3 separate regions of the Mus musculus genome follow, and regions 1 and 2 are each linked to region 3. Evidence: chromatin contacts called from public HiChIP or PLAC-seq and promoter capture Hi-C data. All regions are on one chromosome and are shown on one strand. Each heading gives the region's core, a stretch centred on a gene start, on an enhancer-like site or on the middle of the called end of the contact. The rest is flanking DNA. Distances are from core to core; before and after follow the strand shown. Region 1 overlaps Atf6 (activating transcription factor 6). Region 2 overlaps Atf6 (activating transcription factor 6). Region 3 holds the start of Sh2d1b1 (SH2 domain containing 1B1).

Region 1 (2,807 bases), core at 294-2,793, 430 kb before region 3:
TTTGGGGCAATGGCTCACATATTTGAATATCCATTTCCTTCTCTGGCTATAATTTTACTGAGTAAATATAGTCTCTGCCCTTAGGCTCTAAGTCACCTCCTCCTGCCCATGTTTTGGTTTTCAGAAGACATATCAGCATTCTTGGATGCTGGTCATGTTCACTGTCCCCAGAAGGTTTAGTGACAATAGAAGTAGGGTACCTGTTAGGAAACTTGAGGGTGTGAGTATCTAAGTAGTGAAATGAGGGGATGGGAAAGAGAAGAGGAGGGAAGTAGGAGTAAGAAAGAAACGATAGGGTTTGAGGCTGAGATGTAGAGGAAATCCTGTGGAGACAGTGGCCTCAGATGAACAACTAATGCACAAAAGTGCAAGGGATTTCAGTAGGGAATGTGATGAGCAGAAGACATAGGGCCTTAGTATTTCTTCTTTGTTGGGATGATGGGATAGGTTTCTTCCTCCTCCTCAGTTTTCTTGTGTATCAGTCTCCACAGGTTGAGGGAAGGGTACAGCTCTTACTGAACCAGTGAAGACTCTTGGAGAACTAAGTTGAGGAAAGGGCAGGGCATATTGGCACGCAGATGCAGAAGCTGATAAAGCTCTGTAGCCTTGCAAGTGTATTGACTGCTCCCACCCTGAACCCTCTGTTGAATCCTGTGTCTGCTCCTCTGCAGATAATGTGATCAATGGGCAGGACTATGAAGTAATGATGCAGATTGACTGTCAGGTGATGGACACCAGGATCCTCCACATCAAAAGCTCCTCGGTTCCCCCTTATCTCCGGGATCATCAGCGGAACCAAACCAGCACCTTCTTTGGTTCCCCTCCAACAACCACAGAGACGACCCATGTGGTCAGCACCATCCCTGAGTCGTTGCAGTAGTGCCCGAGCTGCGCTGGACAGCAGAGACTGAAGAGCTGGTGAAGATGCTGCTCTCTGCCTCTTCGGCAAGCAGAGACTTGCCTTGTACGCAACTCCAGGGGAAGAGGAAGAGAGAACAGGAAGTGCGCTGCTTGTCACCGTCCACCCAGTGGGGTGGAACATGCTAGCGAGCAATTCTCTGGTGGCAGTGCAGCCCTGTGGGCAGTGTCGCCTGGTGTTGGTTCTGCTGTGTCATCTTTAGTGCTTTTCTCAATGTGTGTTTGGTTCTCAGTTATCTTCCTTCAGGTCAGACCCACTTCCTCTTCTGTCCACTGCACTTCCTGGTGCAGTAAAGAGATTTGTATTTAAAGCTTTAGAACACATGCTCATGTGGTTTCCACCAATTGGCTTTCTCTCTCCTTTGGTTCAAATCCATTCTGAATGTTATACTTGAGAAAACACATTTCAAAAAACCGAGCAGCCAAAAACATCCCACAAAGAGTCAAAACAGTTTAGAGTTTGGGTAAAGGGATTATCTCCAGTTGGTAAGAGTTTATTTTTACTTGTGATTTGTGGTTCAGCCCTGGACAAATAACTGTTGTGGGGGTCACAGAGTGAGCCACACACTGGAGACAAGGGAAGGGAAGGCCAGTGGTGGAATGTAAGGGGAAGTGACTCCATTTTCATATGTATTTAAACACAGAGTTCCTGTGGCCTCGGTAAGCTCAGAGCTATAGCCACCCTCAGTGTTGGAACTCGGCTAATCAGCAGAGATCTTCAAAGATCTCAGGGCACATGCTTGCCTCTCATTGTGGACCCTCAGCCCAGAGCATACTCCTGTGAAACCAGACTCAGCAAAGGGACTTGGAGGTCACTAGGCTTAAGCAAGACTAGAGAGTTTCCCTTAAGGACCAACAGTGCACAGAGCAAGCATGGCTTCCCAGAGAAGCTGCAGCACAGTATGGTGAAGTTCTCAGTTTTTCCAGTGGAAAGATGATAAAGGAATTAAGCTCTCTTTGTTGTTGCTATGGCTGTGAACATGGCTTTAATCCTAGCACCATTTGGAAGGAAAGGCAGGCTTTGTTTGATATCAGCCTGGCCTACATTTCAAATTCCAGGACAGGACAGCTAAAGCTATATAAAGAACCCACCTCAAAAAATAGATGAATGAATAAATGAGTAAATAAACAAATACAAACAAAAAGCAAAGTTATGTTCACATATATTTTATTGTATTTTGCCTGCTTCCTTCACCATAGCAAGCAGCCACATTTCTATTGCACTGTACATTGTACGTTACAAGTTCACAGAAATGGATGCCAGGACTCATGTCAGTCATGTGCTGCCTCCCTTCCCAGGATTTCAGCAGGTTCTCATAGACTCTTCCCAGCTGGCTTGCCATTGTCAGGTGGTCCCATTCCAGTAAGCACAATGGCGGCTAAGTCCTCTTCTCTCTACAAGGAGTGACACACAGTCAGGTCATCTTTTGCCTGTGGCCCCATTATGCCTGGCACTGTTCACCAACAACTGTTCCCTGGACAGCACTGCTGCCATCTAAGCTAAGGTGAGATGTTTTCAGGGCAGGGCCATTCTTGCTGAATTCAGTGCCGCAGTCCATCCTGATTGGCTCTCGGGTGATTTTCAGACAAGACCTGTTTGTCCCGGGGGCTGGTCCTCTAATGGGTGCCAAGGAGAAGATACCAAATACATGGAGTACCTTTAGGAGTAGCCATTTGTGGGGGAGGTGGGCTACCCTGTGGCCATGTCCTTCCTGCCTGTGAAGCAGCTCAACACGAGGATGTGACTGTGGCTGTGGACAGAGGCAGCACACGCATTCCTGATGCTGATCTGCTGAGACACGAATAGAATCTGCAGTGACTCCAGTGTACCAGTGCCTCAGATCAAAGACCTCAATAGTGTCACGTTTGCTAAGGCTGATGCCTCTCCT
Region 2 (2,876 bases), core at 118-2,617, 460 kb before region 3:
GAATTTGAGGAGCTACTAAGACTTTGAACAGGGAGGAAGCAAAACCAGTGTGTGTAGAAGATATCCCTAAGGCTCACGGATGCATGAGGTGTACAGGGAACATTAAAGAGGAGGGGCTGGAAAAGATGCAGAGGCAGACTGACAGGGAGAAGGGCTGCAGACTGCATCCTCCGGGCAGGATGCACTCAGCCTTGGCAGCCATAACCTTGCTGCAGCAGCTGTGGTGCCTGCATTGTGTCTACACAAAAATGAATTGAGGAGGGGCTCAGGGGTTCCCTACACCTTCCTGCTAAACTATTTGCCACTGATAGACTCAGGGAGAGGGCATTTCCTCAGTTGTCTACCCACTAGTGATCCTATAAGGTTCTAATGGATCGTTCCAATCCAGTGTTCACACAGATGTCCTTGATTAAACTAAATGGGTCAAAAAGAGAACTGAAAGTCTTGAATCTGGGAAAGAACCTGTTGAGGTATTGATGGTATTGTTAGGAGGAAGTTGGGGAGGGAAGAGAATAATCAGATTGTGTTATATACGTGTTTGAAGCTGTCAAAGAGCATACTTAGTAATACTTAGAAAAGATTTCCCTAACAACAGTATAAAAGATTGTAAAGGATGGTGCTTTTACAGAGACTACAATTGGGGAGTTATCCTCTAGGCAAAAAAGAAACAAAAAAGATGATAATTCATCTCAGCAAAAACAATTTTTATACATATGAGTTATCTATTTCCTAATTCACAAGTTGCCCCTAAACCTACTGGTTTAAAAGAAGAGATCTTATCCACCCTGTGCCTGAGGGTCAGGGAGCTTAGCAGCCTGGTTCTAGCTCCAGGTATCTCTTGAGCTTCCAGTTCAGATGCTGTCTGGATCCAGAGATGTCCCTGGGTCTAAATGATGTGCCTCCAAATTCACCTACATGGCTGTTGGTCTCCCCTGGGGCTGCTTATGGCATCACTTCCCTCAAAGCAACTGATCCATGAGAATGAGAAAGGTTCCCCTCCAACCTCACACACCGCCATTCCTCCTGCATGTTTATGGTTACCTAGACCAGCCACGCTTGTCAAGTCAGAAATACTCTGATGGATTATGGAGATAAAAAGGACAGAATAAGTCACATAAAAACTATTCTATTAGTCATTTCTTCCAGCTTCTTCTTGCCTAGAACAAATAAATAAAGCATTTGCTTCACTAAAAACCAAATTAAATCCCCACTATAAATGTTAAATTCCTTTGCAATTATTGCTTAGTTTGATGCCATAAAATAGAATAATTTGGTTCCACTTTTGTTTTTAGTGTAATGTTGTTGTTGCAGCTCAGTGTGATTCATGCCTCAGAGTCAGTAGCTTTCCTGGGAAGCAGGACACATGGAGATCATAAGGAGTCGTAGAGCTGGGAAGCATAGTCTAGCAGAGCTCCCTGATAGACAAATAAGGAGAGGCATAAAAAGATGCTGGGTGGTAAAGAGCGGATCCAGCCCGGCTACTTGAATTGCTGAGACTAGAACACATTCTTCCAGGTCCCAGGACACAGCACTGCAGCTAAGTGACACAGCCATCTGTTCACATCACTGAAAGCACACAGAAGAACAACTTAGTGTTTGCTGAGGGCAAAGATAAATATATTAGAAGCTATTTCTGTCATCTGTTGGAAAATCATCTCATTGTGATATTGATTACTGTGTGACTCTGAGATAATTTAATACATGAGTAAGTACATAAGAAAATCATAGCACTGCTACGCCTTTTATGGTTTTTTTTTAAAGCAGGAGCAACTTACTTGACAGTAAAGTATTTGTATCAGTTTTTTTCATTTTAAAGAATGAGCAAGGCTCCATGAAAAGGACTGTGAGCGAATTATCAGAAACATGAACTGCACTGTTGGAGCAGTCAGATGGTAGGAATAGATAATGCTGATCACTCACAATAGTCATGAGGTTTAAAGTATTTTTTTAAATAGAATGTTTGGTTTTTGAGAATTGCTGACTATCTATTGCATAGTTTGGGGGTTTAGGGGTAAAATATTTTGTTAATTCAACCTTATTACAAAGGATTATAAGATCTTTTAAATTTTTGTTAAAAGTAGTCATATATATTATGACACATAAACTGTAGGGTAATCCAGTAAATGAACAGAAAGTAATTCAAATACCTTAAGATCCATAAAACTTTACTTTAAGAATCATTTATACCTCTCTTCCAGGCCCCCGTCTGCCCCATCCATATCACGGCTCTAGCTAAAGTGACTCACATTGACTCCCAGACTGGACCCTCCACCATCTACCCACAGTAGCTTTCCTTTTCCTCTTCTTGGACTTCATCAGCCGTAAGGGGCTGTTTTCCAACCTCTGCAAACCTAGGGTGATGGCAGAACACATGGTAGGATGCAGGGTACCACTGATGATGGATCCTTCATTGATAGTAATTCTTCTCCTGAAGGCCCAGACCCTTGGTACCTAAACTACAATGAGGATCAGTGTTGACGCTGTCATGAAGCATCAATAGATTAGGGTTTTAAATTCAGGTTTAAATCTCCCCTTTTAAGCACCCACTATGTGCATTAAATATATTTCTGCATCTGTTGGTCCTCACAGAGACTATTACAAGGTAGGTATTAGCCATACTTAACTATTAAGATAACTAAGAAGGTTCAAATGACCATAACTGGACTTCATGGTCCATTGCAAGCAGTATTCTGTAGACCGAGCCTCTCTTAAGAACAATGTGTGAGTGAGTGAAGACTGTAAATTTGTCAATGTTAATTTGCTGTTATAATTGCGGAGTAGCAGATACTGTGTTGCTGACCTCATCCTCCATGATGAGAACAAAGAGGAAGCATTTCTGTTCCTAGTAAGACTTGCTCGCAGACTAGCTTCTTGCG
Region 3 (2,763 bases), core at 49-2,548:
AGAGTTACTGTTGGGATTCAGACTCAGGAAAATCCAGCTGAGGTGTATATTTCACATATCAAGCAGACCTGGCCTCCAGGTTCTCCCAGCATCCCCCAGTCCCTTCCTAAGAACTTTCCAGCCACGGGGCTGGGCATCCCCTCCCCCAGAAGAAGCTCCTTCCCATGTAATGAACACATTTTGTTCTCCCTCCCTCTCTTCCTCCCTTTCTCCCTCCTCCTCCCTTCTCTATCCTCCCCCTCTTTCTCTCTTCTCCCCTCCCTCTCTCTCCCCCCCTCTTTCTCTCTTCTTCTCTGTCTCTATCTCTGCACATGCATGCCCATTCTCTCTCTCTTTCTCTCTTTTTCTCTTTCTTTTACTTCCTCCTCTCTTCTCTCTCTTTCTTCATGGAGACTTCCCTGACCCTAATTCCTTGGGACCAGTGGTTTCCCATACTTCCCATACTGAATTCATACTGTATTCTGAGTTAAGGCCAATCTCCCCCCCCACACACACACACACACTCTGAAGTCACCATTGCATCAATCTCTACACCTGTGAAGAGGACCCTGAATAAAGTCTTCCTCCATGTCTGTAACAGGCATGATAAAGGGTTTGGTGTTGCTCAATTTCTTCATCTATAAAATGACAATGGATCCTGCTTGTCTCATAAGAGCACAAAATAAAGGATAAAAAGAAATGAGGAAATGCAGTTTGGTAAAGCCCTTTATCAACCTGAAAGCATATGAAATCTTAGCATTTTAAATACTGCAAGTGAATGCAGCCAACCAACCTTTCATGCAATAGTAAAGCCCCCCCCGCCCCCGCCCCCGACCTTCTCCACATCACATAAAGAGGCACGCAGAGAAAATGCTGCTATGTCCGTTCTTTCTCCCCATCACCTTCTCTCCTTCCTTCCTTGTCTACCCTCTTCTGTTGTCTCAGACTCTGCTCATGTGGCATGCACAATTGAGAGAGGAAGGCCGGCAGAAGAGCTGGGCAGGGACATCCTTCTGTCCTCTCCTGGCAGTGCCTGGCCCATTCCTATTCCAAAATAGAATGAGATACAACTCCCTGAACATATGGCTGCCATCAGGGTTCGCCTGCATGAAGATGAGGATACTCACGAGACACAGAGGCACAGGGCTCCTGGCACAGACTCGCTGTCTCTTATCAGAAAGTTGCCATCCACACCTCCCTTGAGGAGCAGGGCTTCACACTCTCGCTTGGTCAGGCAGCCATGGTAGTAAGGCAGATCCATGGAGGGTTGTTATGTTTAAACCGCCCTGTCACCCTGAGATCAGTCCCAGGCCAAGGAGGTGCTGTGAAGAGGGAAGTGAAGAGGAGTGGAAGGTCTGTTCCTCCACTGTGGTCTAAACAAATGAGGTTGCTCTGTAGGGTTCAGTTTTACAAGACACAGGAAATGAGAAGGGAGGGAAATGGAGTGACCACGATACTTCAGCCTAGGGGTGGGTGGCTCAAATATGACTCACACAAGTGGGTGAGTATACCTTCTACCTGAGTCAGTGCTGTTTGTGGCTGGAGCAGCAGCACTAAAATCAAGCTCCCTAGGGACAGGTTACAGAATATCACCCCTTCTGGCTTCTGGCTTCCTAGGGGCCAAACCACTAACCCTGCTGCACTAGGTATCCATTTCTGTTTGGGCTTTTTCTGATCATGCTCTGCATTAATGGCCATCTATTCAAAAGTAAGCTTCCCTAATGAAGGTTGAGAAATGCCCTGCTCTGTGGATAGAATTGTGATAAGTCATTAAGGAGTTGGTTTAATACCATGTCCATTTAACAAAATAATAGTAGCAGGTTCTCCCCTAAGTACAAGGACCTCTCTAGCCATGGGTTCTTGGCTCCAATAATACTGTCAAGATTGAATCTCTTTTTTTGGGTGCATCCATCATAGAAGACTACTTGGATAAGTGTTTAAGCCAATAGAAAGTATTGCCAGGCAGTGGTGGTGCATGCCTTTAATCACAGCACGTGGGAGGCAGAGGCAGGCAGATTTCTGAGTTCGAGGCCAGCCTGGTCTACAGAGTGAGTTCCAGGACAGCCAGGGCTACACAGAGAAACCCTGTCTCAAGAAACCAAAAACCAAAAATCAAAAGAAAGAAAGAAAGAAAGAAAGAAAGAAAGAAAGAAAGAAAGAAAGAAAGAAAGAAAGAAAGAAAGAAAGAAAGAAGGGAGGGAGGGAGGGAGGGAGGGAGGGAGGGAGGGAGGGAGGGAGGGAGGGAGGGAGGGAGGGAGGGAGGGAGGAAGCAAGGGGGGAGGGAGGGAGTGGGAGGGAGGGAGGGAGGGAGGAGTTAAGGAAGGAAGGAAGGAAGGAAGGAAGGAAGGAAGGAAGGAAGGAAGGAAGGAAGGAAGGAAGGAAGGAAGGAAGGAAGGAAAGAATTTGTTACCTAGCCAGAAAATACACTGGGTGTTTGGGATCCCAGTGTATCCCTGAGCATTTTGGGGGGTGTGACTTTTTAAGAACAAAACCACATCCTGAGTTAACACACTTTAGAAAGAACAGTTAGCTTGAAGCAGACATACAAAGTGCAGAAGGCAAGGTTAGTACCTTTAGAGACTTTACCAGATCTATGGACTTTAAAGGATTAGGTCTTTATTCTGTATTGGCCAAGTGGTTCTTAACCTGTGTGTCATGGGTCATACATCAGATATTTGCATTCTGATTCATAATAGTAGCAAAGTTATAGTTATGAAGTAGCAATGGAATAATTTTATGATTGGGGATTACCACCATGTAAGTAACTCTATTAAAGGATCACTG

Evidence for each region. Promoter capture Hi-C pulls out the DNA fragments that hold promoters and counts their contacts. HiChIP or PLAC-seq counts read pairs in DNA pulled down with a chosen protein or histone mark.
Region 1: a contact with region 3 is called in a promoter capture Hi-C map of hematopoietic stem and progenitor cells, with 2.7 times the contacts expected there. The contact joins the enhancer-like site here to the promoter of Sh2d1b1 in region 3. A contact is called at or near these places in 3 of 39 promoter capture datasets (cranial neural crest, hematopoietic stem and progenitor cells and liver), 1 of 115 datasets of contacts at active chromatin or transcription factors (bone marrow-derived macrophages) and 2 of 9 other capture datasets (liver and macrophages).
Region 2: an H3K27ac HiChIP or PLAC-seq map of the NIH/3T3 cell line shows a contact between it and region 3, with 4 times the contacts expected there. The contact joins the enhancer-like site here to the promoter of Sh2d1b1 in region 3. A contact is called at or near these places in 5 of 39 promoter capture datasets (cranial neural crest, embryonic stem cells, liver and 1 more), 1 of 484 Hi-C or Micro-C datasets (bone marrow-derived macrophages) and 1 of 115 datasets of contacts at active chromatin or transcription factors (the NIH/3T3 cell line).

What each region holds. Positions count from the first base shown.
Region 1 is chr1:170,707,952-170,710,758 of GRCm38.p6, reverse strand. It overlaps Atf6 (activating transcription factor 6), which reads left to right. Exons shown (of 16, transcript NM_001081304.1): 16 at 672-2,807. The coding sequence ends at 880. Among named protein-coding and RNA genes, the nearest start is that of Gm23523, 42 kb to the left of the region's middle. Within about 2 kb of position 1,543, at least 87 of the 459 cell types and tissues checked have an H3K27ac peak or open chromatin away from gene starts, as enhancers often do. A contact at or near this core is called in bone marrow-derived macrophages, hematopoietic stem and progenitor cells and macrophages, where this site is marked.
Region 2 is chr1:170,740,187-170,743,062 of GRCm38.p6, reverse strand. The region is part of intron 15 of Atf6 (activating transcription factor 6); the gene reads left to right. Among named protein-coding and RNA genes, the nearest start is that of Gm23523, 10 kb to the left of the region's middle. Within about 2 kb of position 1,367, at least 31 of the 459 cell types and tissues checked have an H3K27ac peak or open chromatin away from gene starts, as enhancers often do. A contact at or near this core is called in the NIH/3T3 cell line, where this site is marked.
Region 3 is chr1:170,275,853-170,278,615 of GRCm38.p6, reverse strand. It overlaps Sh2d1b1 (SH2 domain containing 1B1), which reads right to left and starts at 1,298. Exons shown (of 4, transcript NM_012009.5): 1 at 1,107-1,298. The coding sequence starts at 1,240.